Regions from separate parts of the Mus musculus genome. Here region 2 is linked to region 1. A link is a contact called in public promoter capture Hi-C data. All regions are on one chromosome and are shown on one strand. Each heading gives the region's core, a stretch centred on a gene start, on an enhancer-like site or on the middle of the called end of the contact. The rest is flanking DNA. Distances are from core to core; before and after follow the strand shown.

What was found. Capture Hi-C pulls out chosen DNA fragments and counts their contacts.
Region 2: a promoter capture Hi-C map of pancreatic islet shows a contact between it and region 1. The contact joins the promoter of Tmem8b here to the promoter of Tesk1 in region 1. A contact is called at or near these places in 10 of 39 promoter capture datasets (the 3T3-L1 cell line, 3T3-L1-derived adipocytes, the HPC-7 cell line and 5 more), 2 of 15 datasets of contacts at CTCF or cohesin (large pre-B cells and pro-B cells), 58 of 484 Hi-C or Micro-C datasets (B cells, the Ba/F3 cell line, the C2C12 cell line and 38 more), 21 of 115 datasets of contacts at active chromatin or transcription factors (the 230-238 cell line, the SCID.adh cell line, T-cell acute lymphoblastic leukemia and 12 more) and 4 of 9 other capture datasets (adipose tissue, embryonic stem cells, liver and 1 more).

The regions. Positions count from the first base shown.
Region 1 is chr4:43,439,189-43,443,986 of GRCm38.p6, reverse strand. It overlaps Tesk1 (testis specific protein kinase 1), which reads right to left and starts at 1,710. Exons shown (of 10, transcript NM_011571.3): 1 at 349-1,710; 2 at 83-204. The coding sequence starts at 552.
Region 2 is chr4:43,666,399-43,670,642 of GRCm38.p6, reverse strand. Tmem8b (transmembrane protein 8B) reads right to left here and starts at 1,336. Exons shown (of 13, transcript NM_001368840.1): 1 at 609-1,336. The coding sequence starts at 1,137. Fam221b (family with sequence similarity 221, member B) reads left to right here and starts at 1,784. Exons shown (of 7, transcript NM_175517.3): 1 at 1,784-2,049; 2 at 4,034-4,244. The coding sequence starts at 4,034.

The DNA.
Region 1 (4,798 bases), core at 461-2,960:
GGCTCCACTGCATCTCCCTCCTTTCCCAAGGGACTTTTCCTCCTGCCCAGCAAGCTGTCCAGCAAGAGGCTAGGCCGTTCACCTGAGGATGTTAGGGTGCCGGAGCCGGTTCATCAGCTGCACCTCCCTTAGCGTGTTGCTCCGGTTACTGGGGAGCTTGTTCATCTTCAGCACCATGACTTGTCCCGACTGTCGGTGCCGAACCTGGGGGAGGCAAGGCTCCGTGTGTGCCCGACAGGTTGGGTGGCTGCTAGCTCAAGGATCTCTAACCCAGGCTGCGGGGCCTCTAAGTTCTAGCCTCCCGTCCAAGGCTCGGTCCCGCCCCTCTGTCCTCTCTGCGGGTCCTACCTTGTAGACCTCAGAGAAGAAACCGGCCCCGATCTTCTCTGCGCAGTCGAAATCGTCCACACGCGCAAGGCTGGACACGGCGCTGCGGAGGGCCCGGTAGGAGGAGGGCCGGCCCCGGCCCGGGCCTCCGCCTGCGCCCCCCGGCCCCTCCCCCGGAGCCTCTCCGGGCCCGGGGCCCCGCAGCGGCGGCCGTTCCCCGGCCATGGCCGGGCCCCCAGCCCCGGCCTGCTTCACATGGCCGGATCCCCGGGACCCGGGCAGGCCGCGCTCGCCATGGGCGCCGGCCCAACCCGATCCCGGGGGCCGGGACTCCCGCCCGGTGGACTCCTGGAGGACCTGCCGAAGGTCCTGGGCCCGCCCCCGCCGCGCCGGCGAGTTGGGCCCGGTGGAACGCCGCGGCTCTCCGCTCTGCGCGGGGCCTGGGCCTGGGCCTGGGCCGGGCGGCGGCGGCGCTCCCGGGCGCCGGCGGCGGGCTCCCCGCGGGCGGCTGCTGCTCCGCTTCGCCGCCGGGCTCAGGCTGTGCGGCCTGCCCGGGGCGGGGCCCGGCCCGGTCTGCGGTTAACTCCTTGGAGCCCGGGCTGCGGCCCGGCCACGCCCCCTCAGGTGCGTCCCCCGCGCGTAGGCCGGGGCGTGAATCACAGGACGACTTGAGGGTTGACTGCTGGCGCTAATTCTCCTGCGCCCTGGGCTCCACGGATCGACCACGCTGCCTGCCCGGTCTGCGTCCGACTCCGACTGTCCATTTCAGGGGGGTTTCTGACCCCGACACTCTAAATCTCGGGGCTCGCTAACACCTGTCTTCTCCGATCGCAGTATCCAGGGCTGTAGGGAGCCTCTGGCCTTCGCATCCCTGACCTGCTCGACTCCTTCTCACTCCATCTCCATCCCCCTAAGTAAAGTTGAGATTCCGACGCTCGATCCGGTGACCACCCTCTTACTTCTTTGTCCTAATAACCCTCTCTTCGGAGACGCCTGCACCTGCAAGGAGGCCCCGCCCTCGGCAGGATCCCGCCCCCTCAAAGGCCGCTGCCCCTCGGAGCCCGCTCTCCTTCGGGGGACCTTTCCTACGGATGACACTGCTACATCCGTGTGTTCCCCGAGCCCCTCAGTGCTGCACCCCCTCCTCTTTGTGTTCCTCTCACTAAAAGAGACCTGGCAGAGTGACTCGGCTAGTCATTGTGACCCCTCCTCTCAAGGTGACTCCTCCCCTCGCTAGCGCCCAGCGGTGTGACCCCTTTCGGCAGGTTGCGCCCCACGTCGGTAGACGCCAGTGTGCCCCCTCAGTCCAGAGGAGGAGGTGCAGAGGCCTCTACAGCGGTTGGGATCCTCGGAGTGCGCACGCCCGGTCTCGGGACGTGGCTTTCGCTGTTGCCGATGTTTCCGGCTCTGCCACGGACTCCTCCCCTCAAGGTCATCGGGAAGGTAGCCAATCGTCGCTAGGGTTGCGTGACGTCACTGGATCCCGGCAGAGGTCTCCTGGCATCCGTGAGCGTCCTGCCACCTCGCGGCGGAATGGAGTGAGGGCAGGCTGAATGTGCAAGGCCGTCTTGAGAGTGCACCGTATAAGGGAATCGTTCAGGTTTGGAGAGAGAACAGTCATGCACAGTTGTTCTAGAAAAGGAGAGTAGGCCAATGCGTGTTCTTTTCCCCCACTGGTAACAGCAAAACATACTCATCGCATTAAATTAGAGTTAATTCTGAGAACCTATTTGTAATCTTTTGTGTAGAGATTGAAACGGTCTTGCCCTGTAGCCCATGCTGGCTTTGGATTCATACCACACCATACCACTTTGTGCTGGGATTACAAACATATGCTACCCCTCCTGGCAGGATTTTATTTTCCATAGTTTGTGCAAGGTCTGAAGACACTCGGAATTTGTACCTGTAGGATACCCTCACTGTAGTAAGCTTAACTGACACTGGATTCTGTCCCATTAGTCATTTTGAGGATCAATGTCTGTGACAGTAGTTTCATGCTGAATTGTGTGTGTGTGTTTAGGAAGGGCGCTGTGGTGGTTATGGTGAGAGGGAGTGTTTAGGAAGAAGGCCGTGTGGTGGTTCCCTCTGCTGGGGATGCAAGACTGAGCTAGGATACACTAGTAAAAAGGAGGGAATGTTGATGTGCCTGAGAAGCTCTGTGTGTGTGTGTGTGTGTGTGTGTGTGTGTGTGTGTGTGTGTGTGTGTTGGGGGAGTGCAGCAGCCAGGTTCATCGTTAGGTTTCTATCAAGGTTTAAAACTGGTATCACCAGTTTTTAAAAGTTCAGGTGGAAAAGCTGTTGAGTGTAGGAGGTAGATTATCATCAGCCAGCAATAATGATGGTCACAGGGACGATATACTGTCACTCAGGGAGCACGCATGTGCACACTCCCTTCTTTCTCTAGTAAATATACCTGCTTTCAGATACCCTCTGGGCCTGTGACTATCCTGGGAGTAACTCATGGCCACGTGTTTTGTCCACATGTCTGTCCCTGCACCCAGTTATTTGCTGCATAGCTATGGCATTATTTTACCACTGATTAGAAAAAGGAATCTTCATTAAATCGTGGTGTCATTGTTGTGTAGTGGGTTGGTCTGTTGTGGCTCTGTATTCAAATGCTAAAAACTGTATCCCATGACCTGGCTGCTCCAAGACAAGCAGGTCCTCAACTATACCAGCTCTTGTTGTATATTCATGATTGGTTAGTAAAGATGCCTACAGCCTATAGCTGGGCAGAAGAGGTAGGTGGGGCTGAAGGTTCCCGGGCTTGTGTTCAGGCACAGAAGAGAGGAGAGAAGGAAGGGAGGGTGGAGAAGTCGCCATGGGGTGGTGTGGATTGTGAGCACCTGGCCACCAGGGCTGGCCTGTTGGAGTGGGAGTGGCCTAGGTGGAATGTGTGTGGCAAGTGATGTCTTGGGGTTATTGACAAGAAAGCAGACAAAAATAGCCCAGAGGGTTGACATCTGCCCAACTCTAGTGCTGTTAAGGTTTATTATAAAGGTTTGTGTCTTTTAGTTGGGAGGCAAATGATCTAAGGTGGAGTAGAAACCCCCACATAATATCTACCACAACATTGTTGTGCCTTTAAAAACTCATAAAAGACTTGACGACTTGAGCTTGAAGCCTGAGATGCAGGCAAAGGGGGAAGGAGAGCAGCAACTCCACAGACTTACCTCTGACCTCCACATACATGTCCTGACGTGTGTGTCTGCTCACATCTCAACTCCACAGACTTACCTCTGACCTCCACATACGTGTCCTGACGTGTGTGTCCGCTCACATCTCAACTCCACAGACTTACCTCTGACCTCCACATACGTGTCCTGACGTGTGTGTCCGCTCACATCTCAACTCCACAGACTTACCTCTGACCTCCACATACGTGTCCTGATGTGTGTGTCCGCTCACACACACACACACACACACACACACACACACACAATAATAAACAATACAAATGTAAAAACTAATAAAAGTCAGATGAAGACCTGTGATCTCAGTGCTCAGGAGGCTGAGGCAGGAGGATCATGAGTTTGAGGCCAGGCTGGGCTACAGAGCAAGAACTTTTTTTTTAAATCAAGCCAAACCAAGCAATAATTTCTTAATATCAAGTTCACATTTTTCTTTATGTTGGGTTTTCAAAACTGTCTACTTTAATCAGAATCTAAGTGAGATCCTTGGTTTGCTTCTGGAGCAGCTTTTAATCTTTTAAAATTGCTAACCTAGTCTCCATCTTTCCCATTATTATTACCAATTTTTGTTAATTTTACGTGCATGTATGTTTTGCCTGCATGTATATCAGTGCACAGTGTACATGCCTGCTACCCACAGAGGCCAGAAGAGGATGCTGGATACCCTGGAACTGGAGTCACAGATGGCTGTAAGTCTCCATGTGGGTACTGGGAATTGAACCTGGTCTTCTAGAAGAGCAGCCAGTGTTTGTAACAGTCGAGCCATCTCTCTAGGCTCTATATTATGATGATGATGTATTGGAGCATAATGGTACACATATAGGATACCAGCATTCAGGACACAGAGGCAGAAGGATTTTGGGACTAACTAAACTGTACATTGAGATACTGCCTCAAAAAAAAAAAAAAAAAAGGAAAAGAAAGAAACCTTTTGGACTGCGTGCATATAGCTGGGGAGTAAAGTGCCTGCCCTGGGTTCCACTTTTCTGCAGGGGGCGGGGGATACCTCTTTCCTTTGATGGTTAATTTTGTCAACTTTAGTGACATGAGAAGTACCTGTGCTAGTAAAGGACCTTAGGGTGTCTTGACCCCCAGAGAGAATTCTTAGGGAAAGACACATGTAGGATGTGAGTGGCACCATCCGAGTCTGGGGCCTCAGGGATCAAGGGAAAGCCTACTGCATGGGGATCTCTCTCTCTCTCTCTCTCTCTCTCTCTCTCTCTCTCTCTCATTTCCATCAGGTACAATGCTGTGGTGGGAACTGCACAGTTGCACCTCCT
Region 2 (4,244 bases), core at 87-2,586, 230 kb before region 1:
GAGCCTCAGTTTCCTCATCTGCAGAATTGTGCTGAGGTTCAGTCATGCTTTAAACGTATCAAAAACTATCCTTAGCCCAGCTATGATTGCTTAGGGAAAGACCCAGCACAAGAAGAAAGAGTAAATAACCCATGTCCATCTATATAATGCAACATATTGTCTTCAAAACTGCTTTTCAGCCCTTTTTTCTTTTAATGCGTGTTTGTTATCTCAAAGTTTTAGGCTACAGTGTCTCCATATCTCAGGTTACAATAAAAGCTTTTACTATGTCCTCTCCATAAAACTTTGGAAACAAAAGGAGCAAAGTCCCCAAGACTTCCCAGGGTAAGCCAGACTCAAGGAGTCAGGATGGACACCGGGAAAGGAGATCTCCATCTCTTGAGGACTATTAGCAACCTGCTGAACTACCTGAGAGTCCCTGCCTCACCACTCTTAAAGGCTGCAAATCCATCTCTTGTGTAAGCCCCCTTCTTGCTCTTCCCCTCCAACACACACACATTTCTTCCCCCAGTGACCGAGCTCACCAAGTCCCACCTCTCCCGACTCTTTCCAAGCTATCCCTCCCTGGAACCCCATCCGGTCTCAATCCTTTCCGCTTCTCCACTCACCAGCCCCTGGACCAAGGACAGAAAACAGCAACAGCAGCAATAGGGCTGGTGGCAGCTGGAGCCCAGACCTGAGTCGAGGCTGGGAGAGGGGTAGAGTATGAGAGAGGCGGGGACCCAGTGGAAGAGACTTGGGCAAACATAGAGATGGGGGCAAAGACTGGGCTTTTTTTGGGTGGCGCTGAACTGAGCACCGGGGCTCAAACAAGGGCAGAAGGTGTGATGGAAGGAGTGGGTGTGATGGAGATTGAAGCAAGGGCTGTGGCTGGGCCAGGGGCTTAAGCAAACGCGGGGAATGGGACAGGGTCAGATGCTGGGCTGGGAATTGTGACAAGGGGTGGAACAAGGGCCGAGGCGGAGATAGCGGCCAGGCTGGGGGCAGGGACCGGGGTTGAAGCGGGGACCTGGACCTGGACATTCGCTGGGACACCGGCCGGGGCCTGGACAGGTTTGGGAAGCGGGGCGAGGGCGTGGCCGGAGGCCAAGGCTGAAATTGGGATAGGATGAGGGGCCGGGACAAGGGCTGGGCCATGGCCCGGGGCGGGGGCGGGGCCGGCCAGGCCAGCACGGGACGCTCGTAGAGCTGACCCGCGGCTCCGCTCCCCACCCCCGGGGGGTGGCCTCTGGCGTCCTCGCGGGCTCGGGGCTGGGGCCGGGGCCGGGGCCGGGGCCGGGACCTGGGGAGGAGTTCAGGCCTGGGCGACTCCGGGCTGCGCTGAACCGGCGTTAACCAGGCCCCGCGGCGGCCGCGGCGTGACGCTCGCCTGACGCTCCGCCCCGCGCCCCATGCGATTGGCCGCTCTCAGCAAAGCCCGCCCCTACCCAATTCTATTGGCCTCTAACTGAAGCCTGCTGCGCTGCCTACCTTAGAGCCTCTGTCTCAAGCCTCACCGCCCGGCCCTGGGTCACCTCTCAGGTCCACATCTCCCAGTGAACGCGGCTCACATACTGTACAGAAACCTTCCAGAAATTCACAAAACCAGGCTCCTCTCGGGCCGTGTTCCTCCCATTCCTAGGTCTGCACAGCCTACAGAGAGACTCACTCAACTCTGATCCCAACTAGATCCAAAGCAGCCCTCTCAGGAAACCTCACCCACGCCCGGAGATGACGAGAAGACTTCTGTTGCCCTGGAGACTACTTGGCATTTCTGTTGCCCTGGGGATCGAAGCCTGTCCTGGGTTCTAGAGCGCATCCTTCATTGGCCCTGGACCTCTCTTCTTCCTTCCCTTTACTGCCTTTATCAACTGGGGCCAGAGTCCCTTTGCTAAGGTCTGCAGGTGCCTACGCCTTCCCAAACAAACTTAACAAGGCCTCTCAGTTAGCACCTACAGCCTGGCTCATCAACAGCAAAACCATTCCGTAGGTCAGAATCAATACTTCCCCCTCCAACCCAGGTAAAGATCCTGACCTAAGGACTTGGGATCACCAAGCCCAAGCAGAGAGGTAGGTAGTTTTTCAAACAGCCCTCCACCCCAGCCCTTTACCCTGCCACTTTTCCTAATACCATCTGTCCTTCCCCGCTCGTCCTCTACTTTTTGTCCGCGTTCTCACCCACTTTCTCGTCATCCTCCCTCTGCCCCTTTGCTAGTTTGCCCTGTAGAAAGACCCCAGGGAAAGTAATTACTTTTTTAAAAAACAAACCTTTAATTTTATTTTATGTGTATGGGTGTGTTTGCCTGCGTGTATATTTGTACACCACATGAGTACAGTGTCTGTGGAGGCTGGAAGAGAGGGTCAGAGCCCTTGGGACTAGAATTACGGGCGGTCGTGAGCAGCCATGTTGAGAATTAAACCCAGGTCTTCTGCTGAGAGATCGCTCTAATGAGCTTAAGATGCAATATCTCAAGGTAGCTAATACTGTCTCTGAGACACGGGACACACTACAGATCAGAGAAACACGTGAATCCTTAAGTAGCTCTTACAAATGATGATAGACTTGTACAGATGACAGGGTCTGTGTTGGAAGCCCGAGTGGTGGCACTGGCCTGTAATTTCAGTACCTGGGAAGTAGAGGCAGGAGAATTATTGCCAGTTTAAAGCCAGCTTGGTCCAAATTCTAGGCCAGCCAGGCCTATAGTGAGACCCTGTCTCAAAATACCAAGGGTTTTTGGGTGTAGCTCCATGATAGAGCACTTGCCAGCATATAAAAGCCTCCAGTTCATTCCTTAGCACCTGAAAGGGTCTGAGGTGGTGACAACAGACCTTGCCAGTCAGGGCCAAGAAACTTGGATGTCATCCATTAGGCTGGTTCAGAAGGTTGTGTGTGTTCAAAAGGTCTTGCTGGAGGAGGAAAGAGCTTCCCTCCTGGATCTTTCTAGGGTGAATCTAGCACCCTCCCTCTTCACAGCATCCTGGAGACAAGCCATCCATTCTGCTCCTGTGTGCTGCATTGCCTCTCAAGCTCATCTGGTCCCAGATGCATACATGGTGCCTGAGTAAAGTGTTAGTTTGGGATGTTTATAAAATATGTCCTAAGTGTAAGGTTGAGTGGGTGGATATGCAGAGGTGGTAGTGGAGAGCCAATGGTACTGTACCGCCAGGCAGAAGATAATGAGGACATGAACAAATTGAAGGGAGCAGTGAGAAAGAGATACAATTGGGGCGTGTTTGGAAGATTAAGAGTGGTGCTAGTTGCAGATGGCACTACAGAAGACTAGGGTAAGACATGTATTTCCAGGTTTGAAGGGAGTGGGACTTCCCTGGGAAAGACCAGGCATGCGCACCTAAAGCACAAGGGAATAACGAGATCTGAGTTAGAGATGCAGATTTAGAAGCCAGAGGTAGCCAGGCACGGTGATGCACCTTTATAATGTCATCCTCACAAGGCCGAGGCAGGAGTCCTATAAGGCGTTCAGAAAGAGCCTGGGCTACAAGGCCTTCAAAAGAAAAAGAGGGGAGCACAAGTGGACACAGCATGTAGCTGGAAGTAGTTGAAGCCTTGCACATAAATGAGATTAAGGAAGGAGGCTGGTATCCCTGGACAACAGCTGTGTGTTCTGTGGCATTCTCCTGGGCTCTTCGAAGCCAACCCCACTCGGGCACTCCAGAGCTACAATTCCAGGATCTTAAGACATGCCCCACACCCTGCACTTGGACTGGCAAAGTAGCTGTGTTGGGGCTCCCTCCTGGGCCATGGTCCTCTGCTACCATCTACTGATGAGATTCTGACTGCTTCTTCTGTTGCTTCATCTTTAAATTCTAGCTCCTTGCCACCCTACAATAGTACTGTGGGGAGGGGGAGTATACATGAGAGACCCTCCTGGCACTGCACCCTGAAATTCAGACTTCTTTCTTACTTGTAATGTCTTAGGTGCAGTACTAATTTTTTTTTCCTTATCTGTACCATCTGTGAACCCTGGGGCTCTGCCCCGACTTATAGACCCTCCAGCCTCAGCCTAATGGAGCCTGTACCTTATTCTGCCACTAGATGGAAGCAAATAAGACCACAGAAGGCCCTCAGGACACTCAGGATGCAAAGGAACAGCCTTCTTTAGAGGACACCAACGCTGAAGACTTGTACGAGGCCACTACCCATGAAACTCCCTTACAGCCCTCCAGCTCACAGAAACATTTCCAGCCTCCAGAAATCCATCTTGAAACACCTGCCTCCCTGAATCCCGACACCAAGGGCGCTGAGG